Regions from separate parts of the Gossypium raimondii genome. Here region 1 is linked to region 2. A link is a contact called in public Hi-C data. All regions are on one chromosome and are shown on one strand. Each heading gives the region's core, a stretch centred on a gene start, on an enhancer-like site or on the middle of the called end of the contact. The rest is flanking DNA. Distances are from core to core; before and after follow the strand shown. Region 1 holds the start of LOC105781039 (protein DEFECTIVE IN EXINE FORMATION 1). Region 2 holds the start of LOC105780118 (transcription factor DIVARICATA).

Region 1 (7,437 bases), core at 3,159-5,658, 330 kb after region 2:
ACGGTTGTACCGGTTTGCACCATTGTTTCTTCCTTGGTTAAGTGATCTCCATGCCTGAAACAAATTAGAATTAATTGATACTTAATTTTTTTAGCAAATGCATAAGAACTCGGTTATATGACAGGTTCAGTTATATCCCGCCTTGAGAGGATGATGTGGGGAAGGGGTTGAGAAGCAAAACACATTTCCGTTCATAGTTGTAACAATAAGATCTAGATCATCACCACCGTCAACATTGTCTGCTAACACCATGCTATACCTGCCGAGAAATGGTCCAAACATAAGATAAAGAAACCTGGAAAAGCATTGGGAAAGATATGGAATCATAGAACATAATAACAAATAACTTACGAAGTTTCACCAATGTCTACAACATCAGCACACGATGTAGGTCCATCTATCAGGTATAAATAACCATCAAAGGATGTTGTAACAATAGTGAGTCCCTTGCTTATCTCCCCTCGTTTACTCAAGTCAACTAGAAGAATTTGATTCATCACTCGCCCATGAGTTCTATATGGATAAGGATGAACAATGGAACCATCCTTTCCGCTTAGAACAAAAATATTCCCTGAGAGCGTGGGAACTACAAGATCTGTGTGGCCATCTCCATCAACATCACCAACAGCAGGACCCTGCAAGAATGAGATGATATTCAGATAAAACGATAACAAAGTACTTCAAAAGGGTATCATAGAGACCAATTAACATATCATTTTCCTTTACTCAATTGTATAATCTATATTTGATAGTAGTAATAATGAAACAATGAAATGAACAAAAAAGAAGAAGAAGCGAAATAATGAATTTATATGCAAAGAAAAGAGAAAAGGGCACTGGCAGAACATCAAATTATAAATGCATATTCGAAACTGGCTACCTAATAAAGGATCGTACAGTCCATGTATAGGCAAAACTACAGAAAGGAGGCCACAACTCACCTGGGGAACCAGACTCTTTACATGAGTTTCCCAAATTTCTTCCCCTTGTGCAGTCCATGCAGCAACATTTCCATGTGTATCTGTTGTGACTAGCTCGATCTTGCCATCATCATTGATATCAGCTGCAATTACAACACTTTGGATTTCCGCCATTTCAAGAGGGAACTTTTTCCTGATATTTCCTGTGAATGAAATGAATTATTGAGTTGGGTAATTGGTTAAAAGAATCGAGGAAGTTCCTTATAATTTAAAGTCAGTTCAAATTGGAAAAAACAATAATGTAAGATACCGAAAAAAACAACTGGCCTGATGAGAAAATCTTCAGAAAGTTCAGAATGGAATGGAAGCAAGAATGACAAACCACTTAAGGGCATTTCCAATACTTTCAGATATAAAACCCACATAATCGAGGCAAAATCAAAATCATGTATCAAGCTACGTTGTGAAGTATGGCAGACTCATATAACACAAATATAAACTCGATATACAGGAAAAGGGGTCAAAAGGATAATATCAGTCTAAAGGGATTACCATGGTGATCCAATATATAAAACAAGCCAAATGAAGTTCCAACAAGGATGTCCAAGTTTCCATCACCATCCAAATCAACAACGTTGGGAGAAGAATATATATGTGCTAGGAAGTTGGCAGTATCTGTACTCAAATCTAAGTCTCTTGTCCACTTAACCTGCCTTGTATAAAGATTGAATACCACAATTCCACAAGCAACGTATTTTCCAATGTCAATACCTCCAAGTTCCTTCATATGCTTTGGGTTGTCATAATACCTAACATATAATGTCTGTTTTTCAGCTTCAACTGTAAAGCAACCCTACTTCCATGAAAACAAATTAACTTAAAACTTATTGAAAAAGGTTAAATGTGAAATGGACAGGAAAATAAAAGCGGGGGGAAGCTATAATTTCCCTTAAATGAACTTCAAGTGGCACTTGAGAGAACCTAGATTACCAAGTAAGACTGAAAGGCAAAGGAGAGAACTTACTCATGGTCAAAGAAGTAGGAAACAGCAACAATCATTTCTGACACCCCATCCTTATCAATGTCTGCTATGACCTATTGACAATAAGAGAGCAAAATGTTTGACTTTAATAGTTATTACTTCTGTCTGGCAACAAAGTCCTCCACTAGAAAGAAACGCTTTGTCTAATTGAAATTTAAACTCACTGGAGTAGACAAGATGTGTGAGTCAATATTCACATAATCCTCCCTTTTCTCATGTTGTCCTTCAGTCCACTCTTCATCTCCCCACATAGATTCATCAATATAATCATCATAATCATAAGTATACTCATCGCCCAACTCCTCAGTATCACGGAATAACTCAAAAGATGAATCTGCATCTGCTTCTAACCCTTGTTCATTTTCCACAGTAGCTTCCTGAACATTCTCTTTTGAATCAGAACTACCTTCCTGGGAACCTTTTGAGTTGTTATCTTCTAGAAGTCGTCTCTGAGGACTTGTTCCATTATGTCCTTCAGTGCTTCCCACTGCTTCAGGGTTTAAAGAAGAATTACCGTAACCAGTTGGCAGCTTGATTGTATTGTCTTTTAGACTTACATTTACTTTGTTTCCATTCTCTGCATTTGATAAGTTATCCTTGCTAGAGTGACTTTCTGTTGGTACGAAACCCGTAAGGTTAGATTCAGGTACATTTCCATTTATTTCTGCAAGGATAACCAAGATGTTTTGATGTGATTGGTGTGATTCATTATAAGAAAATGCTCCAAAGTATAAACACACAACAATATAATCCCTCGATGAAATGTGCTGTATGCTTTGTGCCAGTTTATGGCCAGCAAACTACCATTATGTGGTAGAGGGCAAGGGAGCTTTCATAGAAACTAGTACAAAATTAGAAGTAAGAGGGATATAAATTATTGAAACTTGGAATAGCATACGGCTCATTGCATTCATTTTAGAAGCCTCCTCCAAAAGTAAATCATCATGAACATCTGGATGAGAACGGTCCGCTGGATCAGGATGCAATCCCACATACCAATCTTTACGAACTTTTCTACGAGGTACTGACAATTTATCAGTCATAATGTAGCCTGAAATCCTAAAAGTAAGAAACTTGGAGAAATTAGTATGCAAACATCACCACCACGAGTTCCTCTAGCAACTTAGGAAAGGAGCATTTTAGATAGTGAGCAATTAAATAACCTGAAAAAAAGTACTTCGCCATTGTAGGTAGCCAGAGCAATTTCTGTGACACCATCATTATCAATATCAAACAAGAGAGGACTAGAATGCACGGTTGACTGGTGAAAAGCAGGCCAACCTGCCATATTATTGAAAATTCAAACACATCAACTTTAATCAAATTACTACAGATGGCATAACTAAATAAACAAGTTTATCTTACGAACATGAGCAGAAGAAAACAAAGGATTAGTACCCGGCATTTTGTCGCCGTCAGAACCTTCTAGAACTTCTAGGTAGTGAACAAATGCGGGAACCACTATATCAAGCTTCCCGTCACTAAGAATTACACAATCGAGTCAACTAAATCATGACAAAAGATTAATTTACTATAAAATCAGTAGATTTCGGAAAATGAAATGAAAAGAAAAATTTTAGTACATCAAAAGATCACCACGCAATAAAAAAAAACGTGAAATTTAAAGGAAGAGTAAAACTTCACCTATTGATATCGGTGATCAACGGAGTAGCAAAAATGCTAGAGCTGACCTCTGTTTGCCATCTAAGTTCTAAATTTCTGGGGCATTGTGTGTTCAACAAGGCATCTTCATCCCTACACATTCAAACACGATAAATTTTCTTATAACAACAGCTCCTCTCCTCTGATTGAATCCAATTGACAAATCCGAAAAAAAAAGAATATTAAGATCGACGAAGGTAGAAACTAACATACATTTCGGGATAACCAAGTTCGTCGTCCGTGGCCCTTCGTTCACGGAATTTATTTTTGGAGTCCTGGCCATGAGTGAAACCCCAGCGAGTAATCAAAAGGAAAAGAAACCAAACGACCCTAATGTCGAAGGATATCATACTGTCTGATGGTTTTCAGTACAGAAATTTTGGAGGGAAAAGAATAAAAAAAAATTGCGTAATTATTTGAGTATTATTTTGCAGATGAAAGAAAATTTGGAAATGGGAAAAGGAGATGATAGAAAATATTATAAACCCGGTTGTAGGGATTGAATGGGGTGAATCCAACTGGTTAGTTTTTATTTATTGTTTAATCGATGGTTCAATGAATTAAAAACAAGTGATTTGATTCAATTCCCCTAAAAAAATTTATTTTGGATATAAAGAGAATTTTTAAGATCAATCGCATTTCAATTAGAAAATAAATTAAGGTGATTGATTGTGGCAGTTGTTATTTCATTTGTTTGGCACCGTACCAGTAAGAGTGAAAATAGCATATGTTAACAGAATCGCCATTTACACTTATTGAGTTGATTTTGTCCAAAGTACGTGTTATTCAAAACGTAAATTCCCACCTAACCAAACGAATAGCCAAGTTTAGTTACCTTCTAACGGCTCATCAACTTCTTTTCAATTACTACCACTCGGCCCAACTCAGAGTATCACTTAAAACCCAGCAAAATAGTCACAGAAGACAGGAAAATGATTACTTCTAATATTACTCAAGGGATCACCAGTACAGGGGAGAAACTAGAAAAAGAAATACACTAATATACATTGGTTACCCTAATTCTAATCCTCTTCATCTGAACGACTGTAAGAAAAATAGTTTCCAACCTGAATGTGGCCCAACTATTCAACTAATGTACCACCCTGGATCATACAACTCACCCTACAAGACTAACAGCAGAGATAGCTAATTACATGATGCCCTCACCAGCTTAGGTATGCACATAACTCTCAAGTTGCAACCAACAGAAACTTGGACCACGCATGCAATCAAAGGCACACCCAAGCATCCAATACCTCAATCAAATCAACTACACACCAGCCAGCATGCTGTTCGGTTACCTGCGTCGCACTGCATTTGCATGCATGCGTGCCTTGCTGTCAATCCTTATTCTATCAGCATACATGGACAACTGAATAATCTCATTTATCTCATTTAATAAGATTTCCTCTGTGATGTTATCCCTGATACTTCGCATAACCTGTTCTTGCATAAGCAAATAGCTTTTACTTTCTGCTATTAGATAAGGAAAGAATTTAACTAATTGTCAAATCAGCAAATGAGTCCGACCTTCCTAAAAGTATTGATATCATTGGGAGTCGACTTATCTGTCCTGATCCGCATATAGACCCACACATGTTCATCAGGATCCCAAGAACACTCTATAATTTTCCCAGAGAAAGAAGAAGGGGGATCTGGAGCATCTGCAAGTAATTCATAAAAGTGAGAAAAATAAAAATCAATATTATTGATCTCAAATAAAACAAACAAAAAAAAGGGAATAAACACAATCACTTCACGGCAACCTCTAAATTCAACTTTATTCCCTTCCATCAACTTCTTTCTCCCCCGTTCAAACAGAAAAAGCTGTTCACGATCGTCACTACCAATCTGTCAAGACATAAAGCTTTCAGTTTAAGGAAGAATATCAACAAATTCTTAAAGCCAAAAAGAGCCAATTTAACAACAAAAACCAATTAAAAGAAAACGAAAAGACAACCTCAAATAGAAAATCAACAGAGTTCAGCCGAGCATATTTCCACTTCAGAAGACCTTCATGAGTACGAGGTACATAAGGATCATCCCAGCCCTGAAAAAATATATAATAAAATAAAATCAGTAACCAAGTGCAGCTAAATGCATAACATTCTTTTCCCATAGAGCAGGCCTATGAAACTGAACCAAACTTCAGTGTAAAGATGCATGAATTAACAGGATGTAGAGTAAGAAACTGAAAAGGATAACTATTGGATGATTGTATGAGTTAAGCGATGAAAAATTAGAGATTAATCCAATAATCCTCTTCAATCACCTGAAAAATAAGGCCATCTGCCTCATGAGAGAGCTTGGGGATAAATTCCTTCAAAACCTTATTTACAGTAGAGAGCAACCAAAAATCTTTCCTCCGCACCTGATAAAAGATTAAGCAAAATCTTAGGCCATCTCACAGAGGTAAAAATAGATCAATGTATTACAAACCGATATTCCTCAATACATACCCTAAAGGGTTCAAGGTCATAACGGTAATAAGGATTCCTGCTTTGGTAGATGTTATGCCGTTCATAATTTCGAGGCTCAATCACTTCTTTCTCCAGCATTTTCCATCGCTCATAGAAAGGCCGCTGCACCAATTTCAAACTATAGGATTACTAGATATGTTTTATGGGTTTTCTTTTCACAAGAGAAAATGGAGATATAACATGATTCTGAAAATTAAATGGCACTTTTTCATCTAATAATCCCTTCTTGAATCTACAAAACTAAAACCAAAAAAAAATCTAGAAAAGAAGCAAACAGAAACTAATAACGGCAACCAACACAAACTCCTTTGACAAATTACTTTACAACCATTAAGTAACTTAACTGTTATCTTCCATTCCCCCAAATGGATGACAAGTGGTTCCCACCAACATCAAATAATGCTTACTGAAAATTTTGGTTAGGGAGATCAAAATCCAAAACAAAAATAAGTCTTGAGATCATTAAAGCATTTCTACAAGCCTAATCATGATGTTCAAAATATAGTCTCCAAAAGCCTACAATAGAGTATGATAAGATAACTGTTTCGAAAAATATAACTGGTTCGAAAAATACCATTAATTTCGTATTATGCTAAAGAGGACAAACAATTAAGAAAAAGAACTTGTAATAAATAAGCACAACCAACCTCGATGATAGGCGTATGGTTAAGTGCCATCATATCATAAATGAGATATCTTCTCTCTTGCTTCTGAGAGTCTGGCAAGGTATCAATTACCATTTCGCCATCAAGCAATGTGAAATGATGAGTTCCATCCCCTATACCCTTACAGGTGAGAAAGTTGTGTCGAATTAATAACATCATGAATGGAGAGACACTAAATTCCCAATATGTTCCTTAGAAAGAAAGAAAAAAAGATATGCTTATACACACTTCAGTTGGGTGTCTGCATGGAAACCTCATCTGAACCCTTCGAAAATTAAAGCTCCTATCAATCAAGTAACATCCATCAACAGTTATCAACATCATATATCGTGTTCCATCTGCTTTCCAAGTGGCATAATAATATCGTTGCCTTAAAAGTTGTAAGTTGTCCCTGCAAGCACAAAATAGATAACTTAATTTTATATAAGATTCTGGCAGAAAACATATACACAAAAGGATCAAAAAGTAAAAGTAAAAGTAAAAGAAAACTACTCTCTACAATGGTAAGTTCTTCATGCAAGCTTCAGGAACTTTTCCGAACCAGTGGCGTACCTTCAGACATATCTTTACCTTATCTTTATTCACTATTATTTTTTATGTACAATGGACGATATAAATACTTCCATTATCACCAAGGACCAAGCAAATCCCCAGAAATAATGGAAAAA
Region 2 (7,423 bases), core at 2,859-5,358:
GGGCAGAGCCGAGCTGAGCCGAGCCCAACCAAAAAATTTAGGCCCATTTGCTAGGCCCGGGCTCAGCTCGACCCGAAAAATGGGCCAAAAATTTTACTCATGCCCGACCAGGATAAAAATGCTAAAACCCGGGCCCAGCCCTGCCCTCCCATATTACTTTTTTATATGTTTTTTAAATATATATAATACATAAAAAATACTAAAAATATTAAAATAAATATTTCCTAACAAATTGAAAATAAATTTTAAAAAATATGTATACTTAAATAATACTAAGATAAATGCAACTAAACAAGTAAATGCCTTTAAAATAATTATAAAATTAACAATAAAACAAGTGTTAGGCAATATCCATATAATAACAACAAAATATTAGTAATATAATAGTGAAATTGTATCAAAATAAGGAGACAACAACAAGAAAATAACATTAAAACAACAAAAAATAGCATTTTTTTGTCCTTTTGTGAATTCGGGTTGGGCTCGGGCAAAAATGGCTTACCTGAGGCTAGACCCATTTTTAAACAAGCATTATTTTTTTGTTCAAATCTATTTTTCGGGCTATATTTCTATTCAAACCCTCTCACTTTACAAACGGGCCGGGTGAATAAGTCTATGTCAAATCGAGTTTAAAATCAATTATTCCGACTGTTATTAAGGGTTAATTAACGTATAATTCAAACTGAAATAATCTGGACAAAATTAAATATCTACCTTCTAAATTCAAATAATAATAGTAACAGAGGGAAAGTAATCAGAGTTTTCAATTTGAAGAGGAAAAAAAAGAGAGCAGAGTGGGATCTGTGCGGTCCCAAAAATACCCAAGGGCTTAAAGAAGCTGAGGGCATTTTTGATTGAAAATTTTAGAATAAAGTGACCGAAGTGCTTCCCTATGCAACTTGCAAGAAAAGAAGGTGGATGGACAGTTAATTCATAAACAGAAAATAAAAAAAAAGTTTATTTTACTTTATATATTGCTCCATGCTGCCTTTAAATTGTTTGACAAGTTGGTGGGACCGAAATTTATACATGCATTGTGGTAGCAATACGGTGGCCACCGAGGTTTTCATGAAGCTTGCTGGAACAGCAAAGAACAATGGAAAAGCAGGCATAATGAAAAAAAAAGAAGAAAAAAGTAACCCTTTAGAAAAAGTAATACGGGTTACAGATCACTTCAGGATCCCTCACTGCACTAACCAGGACCAAGATGCTTACAAAATTTTTAGTGCTTTGACCCAAATGAAAAGCCATGGATACTACTATTATTGTTATTATTATTTTCTTTTTGCAGGTATCTTTGAGGTCCATCCTGAAGAAAAGGAAAATGGAGACAAAAGATGTGGTCACATATGATCTGGCATTCCTAAATTCCAATTCCAAAATCCCACCATATTAGAAGAAGATAGATGAGAATGATTGATCTATGATGCTAAGATTCCTTCACTGACCATTAAAAAAAATGGGAGGGGGGGGGGGTTTGAAAAAGAATCAGGGAGTCTTTGGCAAAAATAATCAGTTTAAAATCAAAGTGGAATGGAAGAATGAGATGCTTTGATTAGTGGTTCTTAACCTTGGATCAGTCAAGATTCTATTATCAACATCAGTCAACTAATTAAACTACCATTTACTTTCTTTTTTTCTTTATTGCCAACAAGGAATTTGCTATTAAAATATAAACCCGAATTTGCCAAAAAGACATCACGATTAAGCACAGTCATTAAACTATATCTTTAAAAAAGCATGCATTATGAGTCAGATAAATCAACATTTGACATGGCATATTGCTCAAATCACCTGCTTCCACTTTGGCCATATATCCTTTAAACCACAATATAATTTCATTACAATAGCCTTATTAACTGCTTCAGTGCAAACTCATAAGCAACAACAAAATAACCCCTTGTGGCTAAAACACCAAAGCTGATCCATGGATTTCTTCATGTTGTCCCAAGTTAAGGTGCTGAACATCAGTGTTTGAAGCAAGGAAATATGAATTATTTCAGGCTCATATCAAATTTTAAGCCTCTATAGTACAGTCTGTCATTTTGCAGAGGACTCGGATCCACATGGTGGTATCTATAGAACACACACAATCAATCTAAGAATAACAGGTTACAACAGATGATGCAGACACACGACAAGACTAGAATTAACAAGAGCCCAAGCTTCATGTAAATAAGCTTTTATCTTTTTGGTTCAATGATTCAGAATTTGAATGATAAATCACAAAACCACCTAACTGATCTCTCTTTATAGTGGAAACTATGGACTAAAATGCATCTCCAAGATATACACATCACTAGTAGGCTTCATCTTCATCTCTTTTAACTAATAATAATACCTTGAGAAAAGTCTTCCCACATTTTCACTCAGTTTATTGATGTTGTTGCATTGACTGCATCTGGAAAAGAGTGTTGTAAGATCCGAATTGAGATCTGGGAAGAGTTTCTCCAAGCAAATTTTGTTCCTCCAGCTTGGGTCCGTATGATGAAATCCCACAGAAGGGGGACACGAAAGCATTGCAATTACTCGTCCGGTTGAAAACCATAGCTGCTCCATTTTGTTGCTTCCATTCAAAGTCGATCTCTTTAGTTGTGGCTAGTTTAGCTTGCTGCTGTGCCTGTATGACTGCAGAAGAATCACTTGAAGACGAATGCTTGCAGTGATCCGGTGACGAAGAGGGAGTATCAGGAACGTTAACCGTTGTGATATCATGGATACTGGACCTCCTCTTGTCTTTCCCCCCGGTGACCTGCCTGATGAAGTATTTCTGAGCATGACTTGCCACTTGAGTCGGTGTTCGGGTAGTCACGAAATTGCGTGAAATATTTCTCCAATCCCCTTTACCGTACTTTTTAAGACCCATTAAGAATTGCCTGTCATTAATCATCAAGTCAAACATCATAAGCCGCTAGGAATAATGCTGAAAACCATTGAACGGTACAGAATTTGCACAACCAAGAAAAGCGACATGCACCAACAAAATATACACAGTGTTTACCAACCAACCACATTGTCAACATTCATAACAATTGCAAGATTCAAACAGGAAACTCCATTGATACCTGATATCCTAAGGACTGATCATAATTGTCAAATATATAAAGAACCAAAAAAAAGGGCTAGCAGTTACCTGTGTTCTTCTTCAGTCCATGGCACCCCTTTCTTCCTTTCTTGATCAGAAGAACGAGACCCAGTCCCTCTTTTACCAGGAGTGTAATAGTGTCTAAATCCATCACAGCCTTGACTATCATTACCCCACTCCAATGTAAAAGAATCACGGCTATATCCAGGGATTGGAATCAGGCCAGCCTCTATATCACTCACATCTTCTTCCAATTCTCTGTATTGCTTGATGACATCCCCAACTGTTTTTCCAGGAATCATAGATGCCACCTTAATCCATCGATCAGGGGTATCTTTATCATATAAAGCCAAAGCATTTTCAAAGCACTTGTTCTCTTCAGGCGTCCATTTAGTACCTTCACTCTCTTGAAACAACCAATTGGAAGTGTGTAAATAAGAGGCTGGAGAGAGAATTTCAAGTCCCCTATTCATTTGTTACTGGTTATGTAAACTGCCAAAGATGATTTGCCCGTACGCAAAAAAAGAAAGAAGAAAACTATGCTTTTCTCCCTCTTTGAATGAAATTGTTCAAAGAGAGAGAAAAACCAAATTAGAAAAATGCAGAGAAGTATGACTGTTTTAAATTAGCAACGAAATATCAAATCATAAAAACATTAAAATGGATTCGGTACCCTTTTTCACACAAGATTAAGTTGAGGAATCTCAAAAAAGTGAACTTTCCAAAACCCAAGGAAAATTCGAGAGCTGGTAGAAAAAGAAAAAGAAAAAGAAAAAGCAGATCTTTGCAAATATAAATGAAAAACCCTAGACATACATAGTAGATCCAAAATTGCATACTACAATTACAACAAGAAAATTGATATAGAGATTAAAATTTAAAAACCCAGATCATAGATTTAAACACAAACTGGAAAAAAAAAAAAGGGCAGTAAATCGATAAAGAAAGCAAAAACACTAAAACAAAACAAAGAAGGTTCTAAAGAATTGGAGAGCTAAAAGTTGGGGGAAATCTTTAGCAGTTAATATTTTGTTATGAAGGTAAAGCAAAAGCAAGGAGAGGAAAGAGAAAGTGCATGATAGAAATGAATTATAAGCACTCTTTTGAGTAGACCTGTTCATGGGCCGGGCGGCCCGGCCCGGCCCGACGATCTGCCCGAAATATGAGAGGGTTCGGGTAAAAATATAGACCCGAAATATGAGTTTGGGCAAAAAAACGAGACCCGTTTAAAAAATGGGCCGGGCTCGGGCTCAACTTTTTTGGCCCGGGCCCGGCCGAATATAATAAATATATATTTTTTATTTTTATTTTTTAATTTTAAAATACTTTAAAATTTTTTTTATTTTTTTATTTTTAAAATATTCTTTTTTGTATTTATTAAAAACTGGGCCGGGCTCGGGTTTATTATTTTTTCCCGGGCCGGACCTAGGTAAAATTTCAGGCCCATATTTTGGGTCGGACAGGGCCGAGCCCGGGCCTAAGAGTCGGGTCAAAATTTTTTCCGGGCCCGGCCCAAACCCGGCCCGGCCCATGGACAGGTCTACTTTTGAGTTATATTTTGTACTGCTTACAAAACTATGAAACAGAGAATGATGAGGCTGAAAGTGAAGGCAGAGAGAAACAGAGGGGTCAAAGCTGCTAACTCGTGATTGGTGTTGAAGAAAACGGAGATTGTGGGCGCTACTGTGGCCAAAGCAACGCTATTTTTCTCTAAAATATTATGAGGGAAGGGTGATGGCCAATCAGAAGAGAGATATCGACGGACATTTGGCTTGTTGGTGAATGAAATTGGATGTTTGGTTTTCTGGTCTTTTTATTTGGAGAAGATCAATATTGGCACGTGAGATGTTTGTCTTTCATGTCATCCAAATTTTTAATGGGAGGTGAAATGTGCTTTTTCATTACAAAATTAGTAGAGAAATTTGATTTTTGAAGTTAAAAGTATTATAAATATTATTTTTTGAGAAATTATTAATTGATAGTAGAATTTTAGATTTTAATAAGATATTGATAAGTATTTTATAGGAGTATAATAAAATATTAAAAAAGATACATGTCAATATTTTAAGGTTATTTGTGGAATAAAATAAAATACATTGTAAATATACAAAATACTCACTTTTATTTTTACCAAACACAAAAGTTGAGATTAATGTATATAAGAATCATCAAATAACTTTATTCATATTAACTATTTAAAATATATATAAGAATTAGATTAATGTATATTTAGTTAAAAGGATTTCTTTATTCTCCCAATTTTGAAATTGAGCAAATTGATCGCTCTCAAAAAAATTAAAGCAATTTAATCCTCGTCAATTTTGAAAGTAAGCAACTAAGAATAATTAATAATAACGTTAATGTGTTGATTGCATTTTAGCTCAATTAACATAGACATTGTTGTTAGTGTAGGAAGACGTGGGTTCGAGTGTGCTGAAACATATTATCCTCCTATTTAAGGGTTGGGGAGGGGCTATAGGTAGTTCTAGGCACTATATTAAAAAGAGCAGATAAGATTGAAACCTATAATGAGATTGTTTAAAAAAATAATAATAACGACATTTATGTCATCTGTCAATTGTAATACTTTGATTGATATAACAACAAAATTAGCCTTTGATGTTTACATATTTTGTCATTTTAGTCTTAATTCTAAAAAATCAACAAATTTAGCCTTAATTTACACAAATGTAGTGAGTTAAATTTGATAAATTAACATCAAATTAACAAAATATGTAAACTTTGAGGGCAAAATTTCTTATTACCAAATCAAAATCAATTTCTTTTTATGTTTGGTTCAATAAAACAAGTTTATTAATGTAAAATAATGTACAAGTCAACTTTTAAAAAAACATGTTTTTATTGTAAAATGTCTTATCATTTTGTTTTCTGCAAGACATTGTACATCATAACCTTCTTTACTTTCTCACCTACTCTAGAGAATAAATCTTTCCTTTCTCTCTTTTTGTAACACCCCTAACCCGTTTCCGTCATCGGATTAGGGTTGCGGAGTATTACTAAACAATCAAAAACATTTGAAACTTATATCATTCAATATTGTAATCATATCATAAATTATTCATACACATGCATATAGTCCCCGAATCGAGCCCTCAAGCACCTAAAAATAGTCTAGAAACAATTTGGGATCAATTTGAATCAGTTTGGAAAGTTTAGGAAAAAGATAAAAAATCTACAAAACAGGGGTCACATGGCCATGAGGCCAAGCTGTGTGCCTCACACGGCTGAGACACATGCCCATGTCTTGGGCCATGTAACAATCGAACTAGGGATACATGGTCGTGTCCCAACCCGGTGTCACACGCCCGTGTGCTAGGCCGTGTAACTCATTGACTTGCACCCTAAATAATTCATCAAATGACACATGGCCGTGGCGCCAGGTTGTGTGTCTCACATGGCTGAGTCACATGCCTGTGTCTCAAGCAGCGTGGACCTAAAATGAACCTTAAACAACAAGTTTACTAATTCAAGCTTACTTGGACTCTAAGTAATCTATTTACCAGCCAAAAGACCTAATCAAAGTGACATTAAACAAGCTAAAACCATGCTAAATCAACCATCTTAAGTGCCTAACCAATGCATCCTCATTGATACCACAAGTGTATACAATTTTACAACAAAAGGAACTATCATTCAAGGCATTTTAAATCATACCATCTCACATTCAACCAATATGCCAAACATAGGCATCTCAATTGCAATATTCCAAACGCACTTACCATGAGCTTGCACTTAAACATCATACCTTATTTACATATATCACATAAGTTGACTATTTGCACTTAAGATCAAATTTTAACATTTTACATATCAAAACAATAGTAATGACATACAAGCCTATTACATGCCATATAATCCAAAATGAACATTCCAAAAACTACCGAAAATGGGGGGATAGTGTGACTTGAGTGCCAGTCTGACAGTCCAACCTTCAAAATATCTACAATAACAGAAAATAAAACAAGTAATCTCATTGAAGCTTAGTAAGTTCGACAGACTAAAATGATAAATCTTACCAAAATAAGTACACCAAGTCAAATAATAATACAACCATATATGTTCCCTATAACACCCCTTACCCGAGACCGTTGCTGGAGTCGAGCTCGAGAAACTATTCACAACAAAGCTATCCACCTGCGCAGCAGTTACTAATTTAGTTATAAATCGAGCTACGAAATTCGAAATTTAAATCCTTAAATTTTCCATGAAACTACACTCATATGTCTTCTTACCATAAAATTTTCAGAATTTTTGGTTTAGCCAATTAGTACATTTATTAGTTAAAGTATCCCCTATTTCACTACTCGACTATCCTGA

What was found. A called contact is a pair of places that touch in the nucleus more often than the background predicts.
Region 1: a contact with region 2 is called in a Hi-C map of leaf, with 2.0 times the contacts expected there. The contact joins the promoter of LOC105781039 here to the promoter of LOC105780118 in region 2.

Annotation. Positions count from the first base shown.
Region 1 is chr4:10,257,048-10,264,484 of ASM2569854v1, forward strand. It overlaps LOC105781039 (protein DEFECTIVE IN EXINE FORMATION 1), which reads right to left and starts at 4,409. Exons shown (of 13, transcript XM_012605611.2): 1 at 3,838-4,409; 2 at 3,607-3,717; 3 at 3,361-3,443; 4 at 3,126-3,243; 5 at 2,861-3,021; 6 at 2,127-2,626; 7 at 1,945-2,015; 8 at 1,473-1,729; 9 at 942-1,123; 10 at 352-635; 11 at 142-259; 12 at 1-54. The coding sequence starts at 3,974. It overlaps LOC105780117, which reads right to left. Exons shown (of 18, transcript XM_052629355.1): 11 at 6,998-7,160; 12 at 6,752-6,889; 13 at 6,084-6,206; 14 at 5,897-5,995; 15 at 5,585-5,674; 16 at 5,391-5,475; 17 at 5,155-5,288; 18 at 4,548-5,065. The coding sequence ends at 4,922.
Region 2 is chr4:9,929,946-9,937,368 of ASM2569854v1, forward strand. LOC105780118 (transcription factor DIVARICATA) reads right to left here and starts at 4,109. Exons shown (of 2, transcript XM_012604250.2): 1 at 3,134-4,109; 2 at 1,815-2,876. The coding sequence starts at 3,558. The coding sequence ends at 2,375.